Linked DNA regions of Zea mays: region 2 is linked to region 1. The links are chromatin contacts, called in public Hi-C maps. All regions are on one chromosome and are shown on one strand. The core of a region is the stretch at or near the end of the contact, and the rest is flanking DNA. Distances in the headings are between cores, read along the strand shown.

Region 1 (5,063 bases), core at 1,064-3,563:
GTGCATAACTTCTATCATTATCCTGAGAGTATTCGCTTACGAATCAGCCAGGTTGGTCCTCTTACAGCTTTACTTTTTGTTTACATTGTTATGGGGTGTCCTATATTTAGTCAATTTCTTTGAAGTTATTCCATGGCACTGCTAGGTTCTTTTTGCTTTTGCACCCATGGACAGTCTGTTTTTTAGATGTTAAACTGACATTGACAGAGTTGTCTGGTGATGCTGTCTGAAAGAACTTGGTGTGGTGGTTTACAAGAGGGCGAAGCTCCTTAGTGATTAGGGGCCAGGGGGTGCTGCACCCCCTCAAATAGTGAAAAACAGTGATTAGCACTAAAAATTCACCATATATGCATCCTTTCTAAATTATAATACAAGTCTATGCACTCATAAGACATCTGCACCCATCTCCAATTCGCTCTAAGCTTAGCTACTAGCTTACAAGCCTCTTGGGCCTAATTTCCTGAATAAACCTGAAGTATCAACTACTTGGTTCTGGCATACCATTTTTTTTATATGTTATGTTGGCTAAATGCAAGTATAACACTAACAGGTTGCTAAAATCAGCATGTTTGTCTTCATTCTTGGTCCTGCTAGCATGTAATCGAAAAGCATCTACTTTTTTTTTCTTCAAATAGACCCCCTCTCTCCCCCAAATTTTTTTGTGATGTTTGGAACTTTGGATTGTATGATTATCGCTGTGGTGACCATTTGTAGTAGAGTTTCACCCAACGAATAAGCAAAATCATTTCATTTGGATCTTTCAGGATGATCAAGCTGCTGAGATCCAGGCTCAAGGATTATCTAAGGATTTTGTGCAGTGGGTTAATCAAGGAGAGGCATTTTGGTACTGATATTCCAAGATGGGTGTACCATGTAAATTCAAGGCACATGATGGTTGCACTTGCAAAAGGGGGGAAAATAAGGGAGAAGTCTACATGATGGCAGTCCAGACCTCATTTCAAAGCATATTAACTCTTAAAGACCATTGCAAGGAGGGACCATCAATGTGCATGAGATTGTTTGTCAACCATCAACAATTCAGCATTCTCTTTGCGGTATACGAATATGATGATGGGCTGAGTCACACGCACTGTTAGAAGACTTGTGTAGGGAAGTGTACCATTCTGTTCATTTATTGAAGCTTGCTCACCAGGCTGGTAGATAGTGCATTGTTATTATTTTTCTTAAAAGGAATGAAAGAATTTAGGTAGTTTATTCTTTTTAAGATGTACCATTGTCCAGGCATCATCCCCATCTCTCTATCGTGTAAATATATATGTCCCAAGTGTTCCACTTTTTCCTTTTCCTTCCATGAGAGTTGAGGTGGGCATGAAAGCATCATTTTTCCCTCAGTCTCTTTGTATAGGTCTTTTGAAATCATGTACATTTATATTTTGTGGCAAGCAGAGAGATTGTTGTGTAATTTCCATTGTACCAAACGTCCAAACCCCTCTTACCAATAGAAGTTCCTTGGACTGTTTATCACATTGCAGATTGATTTAATACTTGTTTTAAACTATCTGATTCTGTGCAAAATCTTCGTGTGATTTCTTAGGGTCCCTTTGTCAGGGCTTCCCGGAACTGGTTTCTGTTCTGGCTTCATATTTTACTAGGTGAATGGCCGTGCGTCACAGGTCCGAGTTTCTCTTCGGTGTCATCCCGGACATCTCACATATGTCATTCTCTATCTCATAATTATATAACACATATATGCATATATAAGGTATCAAGATATTATATGTCTCCGTTGCAACGCACGGGCACTGACCTAGTTTTTTTAATAAGACGAGTGATTAATTATATTTTAAAAAGTTAACGGAGAGAATATTAATTATTAACCGGTCACAACACACGAGCAGTCTCTGCCGGCGGTTGCCAATTGCCATGTCCGCAGCTACGCCGCCTCCGTTTCCGCATACGGCTCGACCACACCACCGCCGGTGTTGCACGGAGCCAACCGTTTTCCTTTTTTTTCTTTTCTCGACTTAAAAAGGGGAGAATAGTAACAAGCTTTGCCAACCCACGACTCGGTGGTTGTTGGGCACGATCGCACGAGCACGTACGCGACGCGCAAAGCGACGAGCGCCTATATATACATCTTGCAGCTCAAATATCCAAGTTAACTTTATTTACGTATGGTCATGCTACGAAAAACAAATTATATACACTTTACTTAGCTAAAAATACAAGTAATAAGCTAAACGAAAGTCGAAAGGGGGAATGAAAAATATTTTGCCGAATTGATGTACAGCGTGGGGAACCTCGACGAGCGATCACGGTTGATATAGATATAAATGGCGGATTAATATTATCGGACTTAATTAATCGATTAATTCCTCTCTCTCTCTCCTCGTCTCACCACCTCCACCTCGCGGCCTCGCTAGTCGCTCCCCACCTCGTTCCTTCCCCCTCCCCACCCTTCTCGCTCCGCCCCACCCCACCCCACCCCCGTACCAGGTACCACCACCCACCCAAGCGTCGCCGGCCGCCGCGGGCGAATCCCCGCGCTGGAATCGACACCCCGCCTGTTCGCTGGACTCGCTGCCTCGGCCCTTCTCTTCGCACCTCTCTCAGCCTCGCCACCCGGGTTGGTGCACCCCGCCTTCCCTCGTCTCAATCTCCCCAGCTGGATGCTGGCGCCTCGGTTCCTGGTCCTGCGAGTTTTCCTCGCCCCCGTCGTTTTTTTGTGCTCCTCGTTTGCACCCGTTGCGGAGGTTTTTTGGGCAGCTCATTCGGTTTGCGCTGTTTTCTCTTTCCACGGGTGAATTAGGAGGTAATGTGTCTGCAATACACGCGGTTATAATTTGTGCGTTGTTTTAGCGGATTCCAGGTTTCCATGGCGTGAGATTTCCATGTCTGCAACTTCCTCTTGTTTGATTTCTTGGTCTTTCATTTCTTTGTTTCTTTTTGTTTCTGTTTTTTTATTCGCTGACGAGATCACGAACTGAGTCCCGAAGTTGCAGGTCCAATTCGCCCCGCGGTATAGGAATCCCATCCTAGATTCCATCGAGGGGCTGCAATGCCGGCACCTGCCTAGCTGGAAATCGGGCGCTAACGGACACCGGGCGCCGAGATGGGCCGTTCCGGCCGCCGCAGGCGGGACCGCATGCGGTGGAGCAATCTCTACACCTTCTCCTGCTTTCGCGCCCAGCACGAGCACGCCGGCGATGCGGGCCCCTCCTCCGACGGGGCTGGCGCCGTCGGCGGGCCGGGCTTCTCGCGCGTCGTGTACTGCAACAACGCCGCCCTGCAGAAGCCGCTCAAGTACATCACCAACTACATCACCACCACCAAGTACAACGTCGTCACCTTCTTCCCCAAGGCCATCTTCGAGCAGTTCCGACGCGTTGCCAACCTCTACTTCCTCCTCACCGCCATCCTCTCTCTCACCCCGGTGTGCCCCTTCTCTGCCGTCAGCATGATTGCTCCGCTGGCATTTGTCGTTGGCCTCAGCATGATGAAGGAGGGGTTGGAGGACTGGCGCCGCTTCATGCAGGACATGAAGGTGAACAACCGCAATGTCAGCGTGCACAAGAGTGATGGCGAATTCGACTACCGGCACTGGGAGGACCTTTGCGTAGGCGATGTGGTCAGGGTTGAGAAGGACCAGTTCTTCCCTGCTGATTTACTGCTACTGTCCTCAAGCTATGAGGATGGCATTTGCTATGTCGAGACAATGAACCTCGATGGCGAGACAAACCTTAAGGTGAAGAGGTCACTTGAGGTTACGCTGCCGTTGGAAGAAGACGAGTCCTTTAAAGATTTCCAGGCAGTGATACGCTGTGAGGATCCCAACCCGAGCTTGTACACATTCACTGGTAACTTTGAGTATGAGAGGCAGGTTTACGCCCTTGATCCGTCTCAGATACTTCTGCGGGACTCAAAACTAAGGAATACAGCCTTTGTCTATGGAGTGGTCATTTTTACCGGTCATGACAGTAAAGTCATGCAGAACTCAACTGAGTCGCCATCCAAGAGGAGCAGGATTGAGAGGAAGATGGATTTGATCATATACATCCTGTTTACTGTGCTCGTGTTGATATCACTCATTAGTTCAATTGGATTTGCTGTGAGGATCAAGTTAGATTTGCCCCGCTGGTGGTACTTGCAGCCACAGAAAAGCAATAAGTTAGATGATCCATCACGCCCTGCTCTTTCTGGGATATTCCATCTAATCACGGCTCTCATTCTTTATGGGTATCTGATTCCAATCTCGTTGTATGTCTCGATTGAACTGGTGAAGGTATTGCAAGCACATTTCATTAACCAGGATATTCATATGTTTGACGAGGAGACTGGCAATACCGCTCAGGCGCGTACATCAAACTTGAATGAGGAACTTGGCCAAGTTCATACAATCTTGTCTGATAAAACTGGTACACTGACCTGCAATCAGATGGATTTCCTGAAGTGTTCAATTGCTGGAGTATCATACGGCGTGGGTTCAAGTGAAGTTGAACTTGCTGCTGCAAAGCAGATGGCGTCAGGTGCTGATGACCAGGATATCCCTATACAAGATATATGGGAAGAGAACAATGAGGATCAAATCGAGTTGGTAGAAGGAGTTACCTTTAGTGTTGGCAACAACCGAAAGCCCTCCATAAAAGGCTTCAGTTTTGAGGATGACCGTCTCATGCAAGGGAACTGGACCAAGGAACCAAATTCTTCCACAATTCTACTCTTCTTCAGGATACTTGCTCTGTGTCACACAGCGATACCAGAGATAAATGAAGCAACTGGTTCTATTGCCTATGAAGCAGAATCACCTGATGAGGGGGCTTTTCTCGTGGCAGCCAGGGAATTTGGATTTGAATTTTTCAAACGAACACAATCAAGTGTCTTTGTCAGGGAGAAACACACTTCTTCGAAAGGCACAATTGAGAGGTTGCATATCAGTATTTGTTACTCCATTTGCACGTATCTGTTCCTTTTTCTTTTTCTTATTATTTTGTCTTAATGCATGAGTATGCTTTCAGGGAGTTCAAGATTCTCAATCTATTGGAATTCAATAGCAAAAGAAAACGAATGACTGTAATTCTGCAGGATGAAGATGGTCAAATTCT
Region 2 (5,063 bases), core at 1,783-4,282, 220 kb before region 1:
CCATTAAAGTAAGCCTTCTTGAGCTTATATCTCATTTGTCGCTGATTACACCTCATCAAATCAGCACATGCATATTTGACATCTTTGTTTTTGGTGTCTATGGCAAATTGACCCTAGTAAAAAACATGCATATTAGAATAGAGAGATTCATAGTGTCTAATGAAATTGGATAGAACAATTTCTAAGGTAAGGTGTCATTTGGAATAGAGAAACATATGCAGTTCTTTCTGCCATAGTTATTTTAGCTATTTATGGGACAAAGTGCACCTACTAACTATATACTAATAAATTGGCAATATAGGACATAGGCCCTACCACCCTATTCATTTGATGTTTAGGAAGAAAGACTATTTACTTACACCAATTCTACCGACGAAGTCTTCCAAATAGGATTTGTCATTCTTGTATTCCTTCCAGTGTGTTAGGATTGGCATATGTTGCCTAATTACAATTCCTCCTTCTGATGCAAGCATTGCAGCTTGCATAGGAACCTCAGGACGTCTATTCCCTTCAGTGATGACCAATGGGATCTTAGTGTTTAGGCCTCGACTTATCCTTTCCAATTGTCTACCCATACTTTTTCCCCTTATCCATTTATCTGTCATGACATCTATTTGACTTGAAAATAATGAACATTTTCACAAAATTAATGTAGATTATAATCAGTTTAATGCAAATTTCTAGAACATATTTGTTTTAGAATAGATCACTGTTTTCTTGCCTTCATCACACATCTGAATCTCGTCATCATGGTGTGCAGGAAAATTGGCAGAAATCAATGTGTGCTCATCTGTATTTGCAGTCAAACCATGTATATCTTTCTCAACTAAGGATAGTTCCTTTGTCTTCTGCCTAGTTACTCTACCAACTTGGTCTTCTACATTAGGTGCTACCACTCTCTTGGATCCTTTTGTTCCTCCAAAACCAGTAGACATGTTGGTGTTCCTTCTTTCAATGTAGAAAGGATCATCCTGCATGGCCTCGTAGGCATAATAAAAGAATTAAACCCAAATTTATCTTATTGCACATTGAGCACAAATCAGTAATAACACCAAAGGGGTACAATAAGAAATCTAAGTACCTGATTAGCCACATGATGATCATTGTCCTCACTATGATCAGGTTCATACAATGGATCAAAGTCTTCACGAGCGATAGAGTTCTTCCTTGTACTACTTGATCGAATAAGTGATGTTAATCCAGTTATACCAAGGCTACTCAACATTTTGTTGTTCCTCATCACATTTAAAGCCCTCTCCTTTTCATACTCAGTAATTGGCACCTCTGAACATACATTAAATAGGCAAAATATGAGTGTTGCATCAAGTGAACTAATTGATGCAAGTTCTGTTAACTAATTGAAGCAAGTGAATAGGACACGACTACTAAACTGTTTGGAGCAAGTAAACTAATTGGAATTCTGTCGAACTAGATAAATATCAGAATTGTGCTAACAACACGATGGTTGGTGGAACATAGTAGTAAACAACTGTAAAGTAATTATTGGTGTCAGTTCAGAACAAGTGATGTTAACGATTCACCAATTCGTCTGTTATTTTCTTGTAAACAAAAAGAAGTAACTAGTGGCCATGCATATATGTTGCCTTTGCTAGAAAAAGAGGAGATAAGAGCAACTCCAATAGCACCTAATATCAAAGTCTCAAACCATATTATAGGGGAAAAAAGAAAAGCATGTCTCCAGATTCTTCATGTTTTCTGAACTCTGTTATTTGTGATGCCTAGCAGTAAAAATTGTACTCCATGATGAAATAGCTATTCATGTAAACGTATGACAAAATGAAATGGATGGACTAAATTATAAAGGAATTGATTATAGTTCAAGAATACACACTGGACAGCATATGTGTTTATTTAGAGTGGATTTCTTGAAGTTGTTATTCTGTTACATATAATCAATTCACTTGATATTTACATTTTTTACTTGGAACACAACATTGTGAATCAGACTGTATGTGTGCCTGATACTCCTGTGTTTTGCCTGTGCTGTTAATCTGTTATGTGAACTGCATTTATAATGAAGTGCCTGTACCGTTATCTTCTATGTGTGTCACAAATAGTAAAGCTAGCAGTTGAAGCTAGCAATTTGTTCTTGTATGTTCTGAATTCTAAATGGTAAATAATTAAGCTACTAATTTGTACCTATATGTTCTGAATACTAACCAGACCTTTTTTACCTGTGTTCAAGCGAGCAGTTCAACAACACATTCCGAATAATACATGTGTTCAAGCGAGCAGTATGTACGTTTTGAATAATAAACCTAGAACATTTGTGGGAGTGGACGACGGGTAACAAACTGGTGGAGATTTGTGAACCGATCAAACAGGTTTTACGTAAACTATATGGAGCTGTTGGAGTACTACCTTTTTTATTGGCCTAAATACTTTTAAGGAGATCCCAATGTCTGTGTTTTGGGAGCTAATTTTTTGGTATTTGTTGGAGATGCTCTAACGTACTGTCCTACACTCCTACTATCAAAATCATATAGAAAATCATAACTTATGACATAATATCTTTAGATAATCACTATATGCCATTAGCGACAACAATATCTGTACAAAAATAAGCATATAACTAAATTATGCATCTCTATTTACCACTGCGATAGATAACCTATAGAATCCATCTATAAAAAAGGAGAATAGGGGATCCGATCTGAGCACCTCAAACCTCTCTGCTGCAAAAAATACACATGTGTTTGCAAGGATAAAAGACATCTCTCTGCAGCGACGGCCCGTGCTGGGCAACGGCAGCGGTGGCCCGTGCTAGGCGACGGCATCGGCGACCCGTGCCGGGCAACGATAGCAAAGCAGTAAATGAGAGAAGAACTTGAAGTCACTTACCACCAAGGTCTCTGCATGTCCTTGCCCCATCCATCCTTCCAGGGGGCATGTTGAACACGGCCAGGTATTGAGGAGCAGACACCGAGGCGGTTGGATGGATGGCGGCGTCGAGGTAGTTGGATGGAGCGGCGGCGCCGAGGTGGGGCGGGGTTGTGGCGTCCAGGCGGTTGGATTGGGTGGCGGCGTTGAGGCGAGGAAGACGGGCGTGGGGTGGGGTCGTGGGATTCAGACTAGACAACGTCAGAGAGCAGTCAGCTAATCTGCACCCTTCACCGTTGATCCAGCGATAACTATACAAAAGTGACATGGGCTGCACAAAGTTGAGGCCCATCATAGCGCACAGCGGCACAGGTCATGCCGAGAGCTTTCCATGGACACAGAAAACACCTCTGCTATTTCTGCTCGAGCGCCACCGCGCCGTCTGTATCCCATCGAGGAGAGCTGCACTGTCGCCCATGCTAAGCGTCACGCCATCGTCATCCCTCGTCGGGCGCCATCACCATCCTGAATGCTACCGACCTGTAGTGTATCCACCTAGCCACAGTGTGCCAATTTTTGAAGTCTGAATGGAAGTGTCAAATAAGCTCAGACTTGCAGAGTACATTCTCATCTCAGTGATGGCAGTCGAGAACTGAATTTTACACTCTGGACACAATCATTCAGCAATTCAGTGCCTGTGCAATTCTGGATACAGGCATGCAACAAGTGCAGTTTCAGTTTACAAGCAAATTTAGTTACACGCCATGTTCAGTTTACACGCCATGTGCAGTTTCAGTTACACGCCATGTTCAGTTTACTAGCTGAAAGACATGGATCACAAGGTTGGTGTTGTGTATTACAAGGTGTTAGAAGCGGATCACAAAATTCAGTTACACACCATGTTCGTCGCTGAACTGGTAGATAGTACCCCATGCCATTGCCACCATCCCTAAGTCTGATCTAGAACTACTAGGATGTCAAGGTGGATGACAACAAGGACTACTTGGCTTACAAGCTATGCGACATGAAAAGGAAGCCATCTATGGAATGTTGCAGGAATTGGTTCATAACCAGAAGAAGAAAAAGCGAGATGTCATTGGGTAGAAAAATGTAGGGGTCTTGTAAACATGCTGTGCACTACTGATGCATGGCTGGATCTATGTTCTGAAACCTAAAATGTAATCTACAATCTGAAATGTGAAATATGTGGTGCACACAAATGTGTTCTGAAATGTGTGTTTTCTGAAATCTGAGTTGCATAGAAATGCATTATGAAATGTGTATGTTCTGAAATCTGAAATGTGTATTATGTGTAGCAGTAGTATTACATCAGTTAGACAATACTGAAATGTGTATTATGTGTGTGTTCTGAAATCTGAAATGTGAAATGTGTATTATGTGTATGTTCTGAAATCTGAAATCTGAAATGTGTATGTTCTGAAATCTGAAATCTGAAATGTGTATTATGTGTATGTTCTGAAATCTGAAATGTGTGTTTTCTGAAATCTGAGTTGCATAGAAAAGTTGAATATCACTTCTCAAAGCTCGAACAAATTATTGCATAAAGTTCACTCCTCTCAAATAACCGTAGCGAGTTCACTTCTTAAAAATCAAACAAATTACAGCATACAGTTCACTTTTCTCAAATAACAGTAGCTAGTTCACTTCTTAAAAATCAAACAAAATACAGCATAGAGTTCACTTCTCTCAGATCAAACAAAAAACATGCTACTCGTTATCACTGAAATCATCATCGTCATTGACAATAGTTATTGATTCTTCGTTGTCACTAGCATATTGCCATCCAGTTTCATCTTCATTGTCGCTTGTCTCATACTCTTCCACTTCCTCTTCTCGTTGCACCCGAAATTCATCAACCACACTTGCATTGACATTAACAGATTCGTCAGCATCCTGATGTCCAGGTATCTCCATATCTCCTTCATTAACTTGCACTTCAGAACCAACACATGTATCATCTTGGTATGATAGTCCTGAGGAACTAGGTCTTTCATCAATGTCATTTTCAGCCACACTCCACAAGTGCCTATGTGTAAATTTTTGAACAATCTTCCAGTTTCCAGAATTCTTGATGTCTTGCAAATAAAATACCTTAGTTGCTTGTGCTGCTAAAATAAAAGTATCATTTTTGTACCAACAACTACTATGGTTTATACTTCTAAAATATCCATCATATTTCATACTAACTTTCTTGCTATGAG

What was found. A called contact is a pair of places that touch in the nucleus more often than the background predicts.
Region 2: a Hi-C map of tassel shows a contact between it and region 1, with 4 times the contacts expected there. The contact joins the promoter of LOC100216778 here to the promoter of LOC103638467 in region 1. A contact is called at or near these places in 2 of 25 Hi-C or Micro-C datasets (leaf and tassel).

The regions. Positions count from the first base shown.
Region 1 is chr9:73,417,574-73,422,636 of Zm-B73-REFERENCE-NAM-5.0, reverse strand. LOC103638467 (probable phospholipid-transporting ATPase 4) reads left to right here and starts at 2,313. Exons shown (of 11, transcript XM_008661370.3): 1 at 2,313-2,587; 2 at 2,964-4,884; 3 at 4,977-5,063. The coding sequence starts at 3,074. It overlaps LOC103639979 (histone acetyltransferase type B catalytic subunit-like), which reads left to right. Exons shown (of 3, transcript XM_008662648.2): 3 at 1-138. The coding sequence ends at 123.
Region 2 is chr9:73,634,908-73,639,970 of Zm-B73-REFERENCE-NAM-5.0, reverse strand. LOC100216778 reads right to left here and starts at 3,032. Exons shown (of 6, transcript NM_001143177.1): 1 at 2,863-3,032; 2 at 1,082-1,284; 3 at 722-971; 4 at 360-598; 5 at 1-113. The coding sequence starts at 2,911. It overlaps LOC118473325, which reads right to left. Exons shown (of 4, transcript XR_004852676.1): 4 at 4,373-5,063.